Linked DNA regions of Mus musculus: region 1 is linked to region 2. Evidence: chromatin contacts called from public Hi-C data. All regions are on one chromosome and are shown on one strand. Each heading gives the region's core, a stretch centred on a gene start, on an enhancer-like site or on the middle of the called end of the contact. The rest is flanking DNA. Distances are from core to core; before and after follow the strand shown. Region 1 overlaps Nuak1 (NUAK family, SNF1-like kinase, 1). Region 2 has its middle 63 kb from the start of 1500009L16Rik.

Evidence for each region. Hi-C and Micro-C count contacts between places; a contact is called where the count stands out from the background.
Region 1: a Hi-C map of the N1E-115 cell line shows a contact between it and region 2, with 4 times the contacts expected there. The contact joins two enhancer-like sites. A contact is called at or near these places in 1 of 484 Hi-C or Micro-C datasets (the N1E-115 cell line) and 1 of 9 other capture datasets (embryonic stem cells).

The regions. Positions count from the first base shown.
Region 1 is chr10:84,390,676-84,393,849 of GRCm38.p6, reverse strand. Nuak1 (NUAK family, SNF1-like kinase, 1) reads left to right here. Exons shown (of 7, transcript NM_001004363.2): 4 at 1,529-1,594. Among named protein-coding and RNA genes, the nearest start is that of Nuak1, 48 kb to the left of the region's middle. Within about 2 kb of position 1,634, at least 81 of the 459 cell types and tissues checked have an H3K27ac peak or open chromatin away from gene starts, as enhancers often do. A contact at or near this core is called in the N1E-115 cell line, where this site is marked.
Region 2 is chr10:83,784,773-83,787,564 of GRCm38.p6, reverse strand. No RefSeq gene overlaps it. Among named protein-coding and RNA genes, the nearest start is that of 1500009L16Rik, 63 kb to the right of the region's middle. Within about 2 kb of position 1,349, at least 28 of the 459 cell types and tissues checked have an H3K27ac peak or open chromatin away from gene starts, as enhancers often do. A contact at or near this core is called in the N1E-115 cell line, where this site is marked.

The DNA.
Region 1 (3,174 bases), core at 385-2,884, 610 kb before region 2:
GTGTGTGTGTGTATGTGTGTGTGTGTGTGTGTGTATGTGTGTGTGTGTGTGTACACGTGAGGCCTAAGGTCATTGTCAGGTATCCCCCGTCACTTCCCACCTTGTCTTAGAGACAGGATCTCTCACTGAATCTGGAGCTTGCCAGTTCCACGGGGCTGGCTTGCCAGTGAGCCCTCAGGTGCTGCCTGTCTCTGTAGATCAGGGGTAGGGTGATGGACATGTGCACCCACAACCTTTGGTTGGCCTCTCTGTGGACACGAGAGACACTCATGATCAGACCACGCAGCCTTCTGTGACTCCGCCTTAAGTAATGCTGGAGAGCACCGCAGACTACTTCCGTTGTTTGAAGTGTGTGAATTTGTGGGTTGTGTATGAATGGGATGTTCTTAGGCTTGTTCCATCTTCTTATGTCAGTCAGGAATGTGACCATGTGAAACAAACGTCTCGCAGTATTTCATTTAAAGCCAAACAGAGTCGGCTTTCCTGTACTCCACATCTCTCCTCTGGGAGATGTGTTTTTTTTTTTTGGGGGGGGGCATTTCGGAATCTCCGGACACCTCCTGAGAGCTTGGATTAGCAAAAGCAGTAGTATGAATACTTGTCATCTCTCTCCAAGTTGGTGGCTGTGGAGACATTAGAAGCTGTCAAACGGAAAGGAAAACAAACTGAAAGAACCAGCTACAGGCATGTTTGATATAGCAGCTTTCTCCGCAGAAGCCATTTACACAGCGGGGAATGCTGGGAACCTACTCCCCCCACATCCACATCCAACATGGTCCCCAAGCACTCTTTCTGTCCACCCACCCCAGAACCTTCTCCGCAGCCCATTGGTGTCCTTTCCCTTCAGCTGGCTTGCTGCTTTCAAGTCCAGTCCCAAATTGGCCAGAGTTTGCCTGAATGAAAAGGTCACGCGACATAAGAGTTCCTAGTGGCTCTGGTCTCATTGGCCTGCACCCTTTTCATCAGCCCTGAGTCCTGCAGAGTGGAGAGGGACTTTCAAGTCTTTCCAGCTGGCTGCTTAGGGAGTATCTAAGACAAAGCTTTAGGAGACTGGGTCAGGCCTCTTTCCAGCATGAGGGATGCAGGCAGACAGGCAGGCAGGCAGGCAGGCAGGCTGTCCCTGGGGCCCTGTGCTCCAAGGCACCCACTGAGATGTCTGCTGTGTCCCTGGGACCCTGTCTCAGACACAGTGGAATTACATTCCCACAAAGAATCCCCCTGCTGGTTTACAGGCTCTGGGGGGGGAGAATGGATTCCAGTCATTTTTCTGTTAACCACACAGAAAGTGACTAATGCTCTCCTGTCGCTGGTTGCTGTCTGGGGAGCGTCCTGACAGTGAGAGCAGGCCTGAAGGATGGAGGTGAAGACCACCGGGACTGGCTGGTGCATTGCTTTCATCTGTCAGACTTGTTCCCTGTGCCCGGCCTCCGCTGCCCCCTCCCCAGAGCTCTCTTGTCTGTCATCTCACACGCTCCTGCTCTGGCTCCTGCTCCTGCTCCTGCTCAGTTCTTCCGTTTCCTCGTTGCAGAATGGTGTGGTCCACCGGGACTTGAAGCTGGAGAACATACTGCTTGATGACAACTGCAACATTAAGGTAAAACTCAGCCGGGGTGTGGGTATGGCGGGTGGGCGTGGCTCCTCATAGCCCGGATCTGACACAGCCGCTCCCTCTGCTGGTTGGTGGGCTCTGGGAAAGACTCTCATCAATAGGCTTATCCAAACAGTTTAATTTAGCAGGCATTACTGAGTCCCCTACAACCTGCCAGACTCTCTTCTCCCTGCTGGGACAATGACTGACACACAGTCCCTGTCCTCAGGAAGCTCACAATCTGGAATTCTTACCACAAAAGTAACACACATATTTCATAGGTGTTTTAGTTCCCATGTGCTTAATACTTTCATAAATGACTCTTTCAGGCAGCATGTGAAATGGGCACTGTTCATCTTATAACTCACATGTACATAGGGAAACTGAAGCACAGAAAAATCAGATAACATATCTGTAGTAACAGTTATTGCTATATAAGTTCATACCACAATGCAGAATGTGCTAGAAGGGCCCCAGATTATTTTAAACCTAGAAGTCGCCTCACTTTTTTTTTTTCCGTCTTTGAGGTAGCATCTCATGTAGCCCAGGCTGGTTCCAAACTCGCTATGTAGCTGAGGAGGACCTTGAACAGATGGTCCGCCTCGCTTTACCTCCTTAGTGCTGAGACTACTGGCAAACAATCCAGAGCCCACTTAGAAGCCTTGCTCTAGCTGCCGTGCTGTGACTTCCCACCCCATATCTCTGCTCCTTTCTCCTCACCGTCTCACACTTGAACCAGCTATGGAATTGAGAGCTGGGTAAAAATGGTGGTAGTTCAAAAAGGGCGGGTTGGGAGCTGGAGAGATGGCTCAGCAATTAAGACCATTTGCTGCTCTTCTAAAGAACCTGTGTTTAGTTCATAGCAGCCATGTTGGGGTGCCACCCATAACTCCAGGGGATCCCACACCCTCTTCTGGCCTCTGAGGACACCTGCACTCACAAGTGCACAGGTCCACACACCAGACACACGGACCTACGCATAATTAGAAACAAAAATCAATCTTAAAGAAAGGGCGAGTGAGTGATGGGGTTCACATTTATTTCTGACGGCTGCTGAAGCTGGAGAGCGCTCTAGAGGGCTCAAGGGCTTCCTTGGGAGCACTCTGAATGTCCCTCAGACCCCTCCACAAAGCAAGCAAACACCATTTCAAAATCAATGGAGCTTGCTGTACGGGTTTCGTTATGAAATGGCCTCAGGACTGCCCACAAGAGCCCTCAAATGGACCCTCCCCAGACAAGGGATAGCAACAACTGCACGTCTTCCTCTTCAGTTGCCCCTGTCGTGTCAGTCAGTGGGTGTGTGCTGGACCACATCCTTACTTGGAAGGCTAGAGCTGTTTTAGGGTCTGTAGAACATGGCTGTCACGAGCATCCTTTGAGCCGTCCTTGAGAGACACATCCCCATGGCCTGCCACTCACGGAAGAGTTGACCTCAGTTACATATTTCTGTCCAGTCCACCGAGCCTGGTGAAAATGATGGGTTGAAACAGTTCTCCTTCAGAACAGGAAATGAAATCTCAAATCCCTTTTTGGCAAGTGGCTGGATTATTCTAGAAGGAGCACTAACTATCAAGTGTAAAAATTAT
Region 2 (2,792 bases), core at 100-2,599:
TGGCACATGCGCAGATTATTTGTTTACCACTTAGAACACAGGATGTCAGCGCCATCTTGTAACGGCGAATGTGGGGGCGGCTCCCAACACAGTCATTAACACTGAGCTGTCATCTCTGGCTCTGTTAAAGGTCTTGTGGCTACAGCCATGTTGAGACATCGGAGAAGAAAGAGAATGTGTAACAGGACACGAATATCAGGCCCTAAGCTGATCTGAGCCATGGAGGGCCACTACCCCACATAATCACCTTACAACCCCTGGCAACTGGTGACCTCTGCTCCACCAATGGAAACGGAGGGAAAAACTGTGCCACTCACTAAAGCTTCTGGAAGGGATAGTGAGAACAAACCAAAAGTGTCTGCCCCTTCGCTATCCAATAATGCTTCTTTACACAGACGATACTCAAGAAGGCCACACAGTCCCAGAGAGAAGGAGATGAGAGGATGAGAGAACCCTTCTGATGCCTGAGAGCTGAGGTGGTGACCTGTGTCCCTCCCCAAAACAGAGCTGAGGGTATGAACTGTGCCCCCACAAACTCTCAGAGCTGAGGCTGTGACCTGTGCCCCTCCAAACTCTCAGAGCTGAGGGGATGACCTGTGCCCCTTCCCAAAACAGAGCTGAGGGCGGGACCTGTGCCCCCACAAACTCTAAAAGCTAAGAGTGTGACCTGTGCCCCCACAAACTTTCAGAGCTGAAGGTATAAACTGTGTCCCCACAAACTCTAAAAGCTGAGGGTATGACCTGTGCCCCCACAAACTCTAAAAGCTGAGAGTGTGACCTGTGCCCCCACAAACTTTCAGAACTGAAGGTATAAACTGTGCCCCCACAAATTCTAAAAGCTGAGGGTGTGACCTGTGCCCCCACAAACTCTAAAAGCTGAGGGTGTGACCTGTGCCCCCACAAACTCTAAAAGCTGAGAGTGTGACCTGTGCCCCCACAAACTTTCAGAGCTGAAGGTATAAACTGTGTCCCCACAAACTCTAAAATCTGAGGGTGTGACCTGTGCCCCCACAAACTTTCAGAACTGAAGGTATAAACTGTGCCCCCACAAATTCTAAAAGCTGAGGGCGTGACCTGTGCCCCTCCAAACCCTCAGAGCTGAGAGTGTAATATGTGCCCCTCTCCCAAATTCTCAGAGCTGACTCTCAGAGCTAAGGGAATGATCTCTGCCCCCTCCAAACTCCCAGAGCTGAGGGTGTAACCTGTGCCCCTCCAAACTCTCAGAGCTGAGAGTATGAACTGTGCCCCCACAAACTCTAAAAGCTGAGGGTTTGATCTGTACCCCCACAAACTCTCAGAGCTGAGGGAGTGATCTGTGCCCCCACAAACTCTCAGAGCTGAGGGTGTGACCTGTGCCCCACAAACCCCACCCCATTCCTGAGAGGCCAAACACCACCATTTTCCACTGAGACAGCTTGAAATAAGCCTGTCACTGGATCCAGCTCTGAGTGGTTTCTGCTCTTGCTTCTGGGGAAAACAACAAAAATCCAATTGTGTTTCCATCACCTCCACGGAAATCCTGTGTGTTAAACCTCTGCTTGCGTGGCCCTGTGCCAGGGAAAATATCTTGAGCTGCCATTATGTCTCAAATGTCAGGTTGTTCGAATGGGACTCCATTCCACTCCTGCCCCATGGATGGACTCCCTAGATGGCATCCCTGCTAAACAGAAGAAACAGACCCTACACAAAGAAGGCCTTGACAGAGTGTGGTCAGCTCATGGCCAGGAGGAGAGGCAGTGCAGATTACCCACTCTGAGAAAGGATCACTCCAGCCACAAATTACAGAACAAACAGAGACTGGCCCAAACCACTAACAAGTGAAAGCCAAGATGCTAAGGACAGAGAAAAGAGAGCTGTTTTAATGAAGCCAGACCAAGAAATAAATAACTTTCCCTCTGCTCTGCCTGATTTTCCACCCACCACCTCCAACCCTCAGGGGTTTTTTGAAAACATTAAAAAAAAAAAAACAGCGCTATAAACTCTTCCATCTGAGGGAGTTGTTAAATGGAAGCAAAGCACTTAACAAAGGCAACACATTGTCAAGTATCTCAGCTAAGTGGTAGGGCCTGTCATTTCCTGATCTACCTAAAGAGAAGCCACCAGGCCCACGCCTCCACAAGCCCTCCAGATCTACATCTGTGAAAGGACAGCAGCTCATACTCCAACAGGAACTTAAAGAGCGAGAGAAGAGAGAATGAATGTTTTATTTGGTTTTGTTTTGTTTTTAAATTGGCTAAGGGCTGAATTAAGTGGTTAAGAGTACTTGCTCTTCCACAAGACTCAGGGTTCCATCAAAGGATCAAGGCTCCCATACCCAGCACCCACGACTCAGGGCCAATGAATACAGCGCCCTCTTCTGGCCTCCAAGGGCATTGCATGTACCTTTCACATAGTGCACAGAAATACATGCAGTCAAAACACCTATCCACAATATAACAAAATAATGGTTTAATAGGGCAAGAGGTGAGGGCCACGAAGCCATGCTGATGGAGTTTGCAGAGGGAAGCTGTCCCTCCGACATCAGATGGCTCTAGGCCTTCTCTGGACACTGGAACTCAGCAGCTAGTAACTCCAAGCAAGCTCCTCTGCCTCTCAGCATCCCCGCTCCTTCTTCTGTGCAATTAAAGTGCTAAAAATAGAGTCTGCATCAGAGATTCTGTAAAGATGCTCACAGGGTGCATCAGATGCCCTCAGCAGGCTCCCACTAGTCTTCTTTATAACAAACATCATATTGTAATGGTTTTATGATTAGTGTGGGAAAGTTCATCTAGAAAAGTGGGAGAATCAAAGCT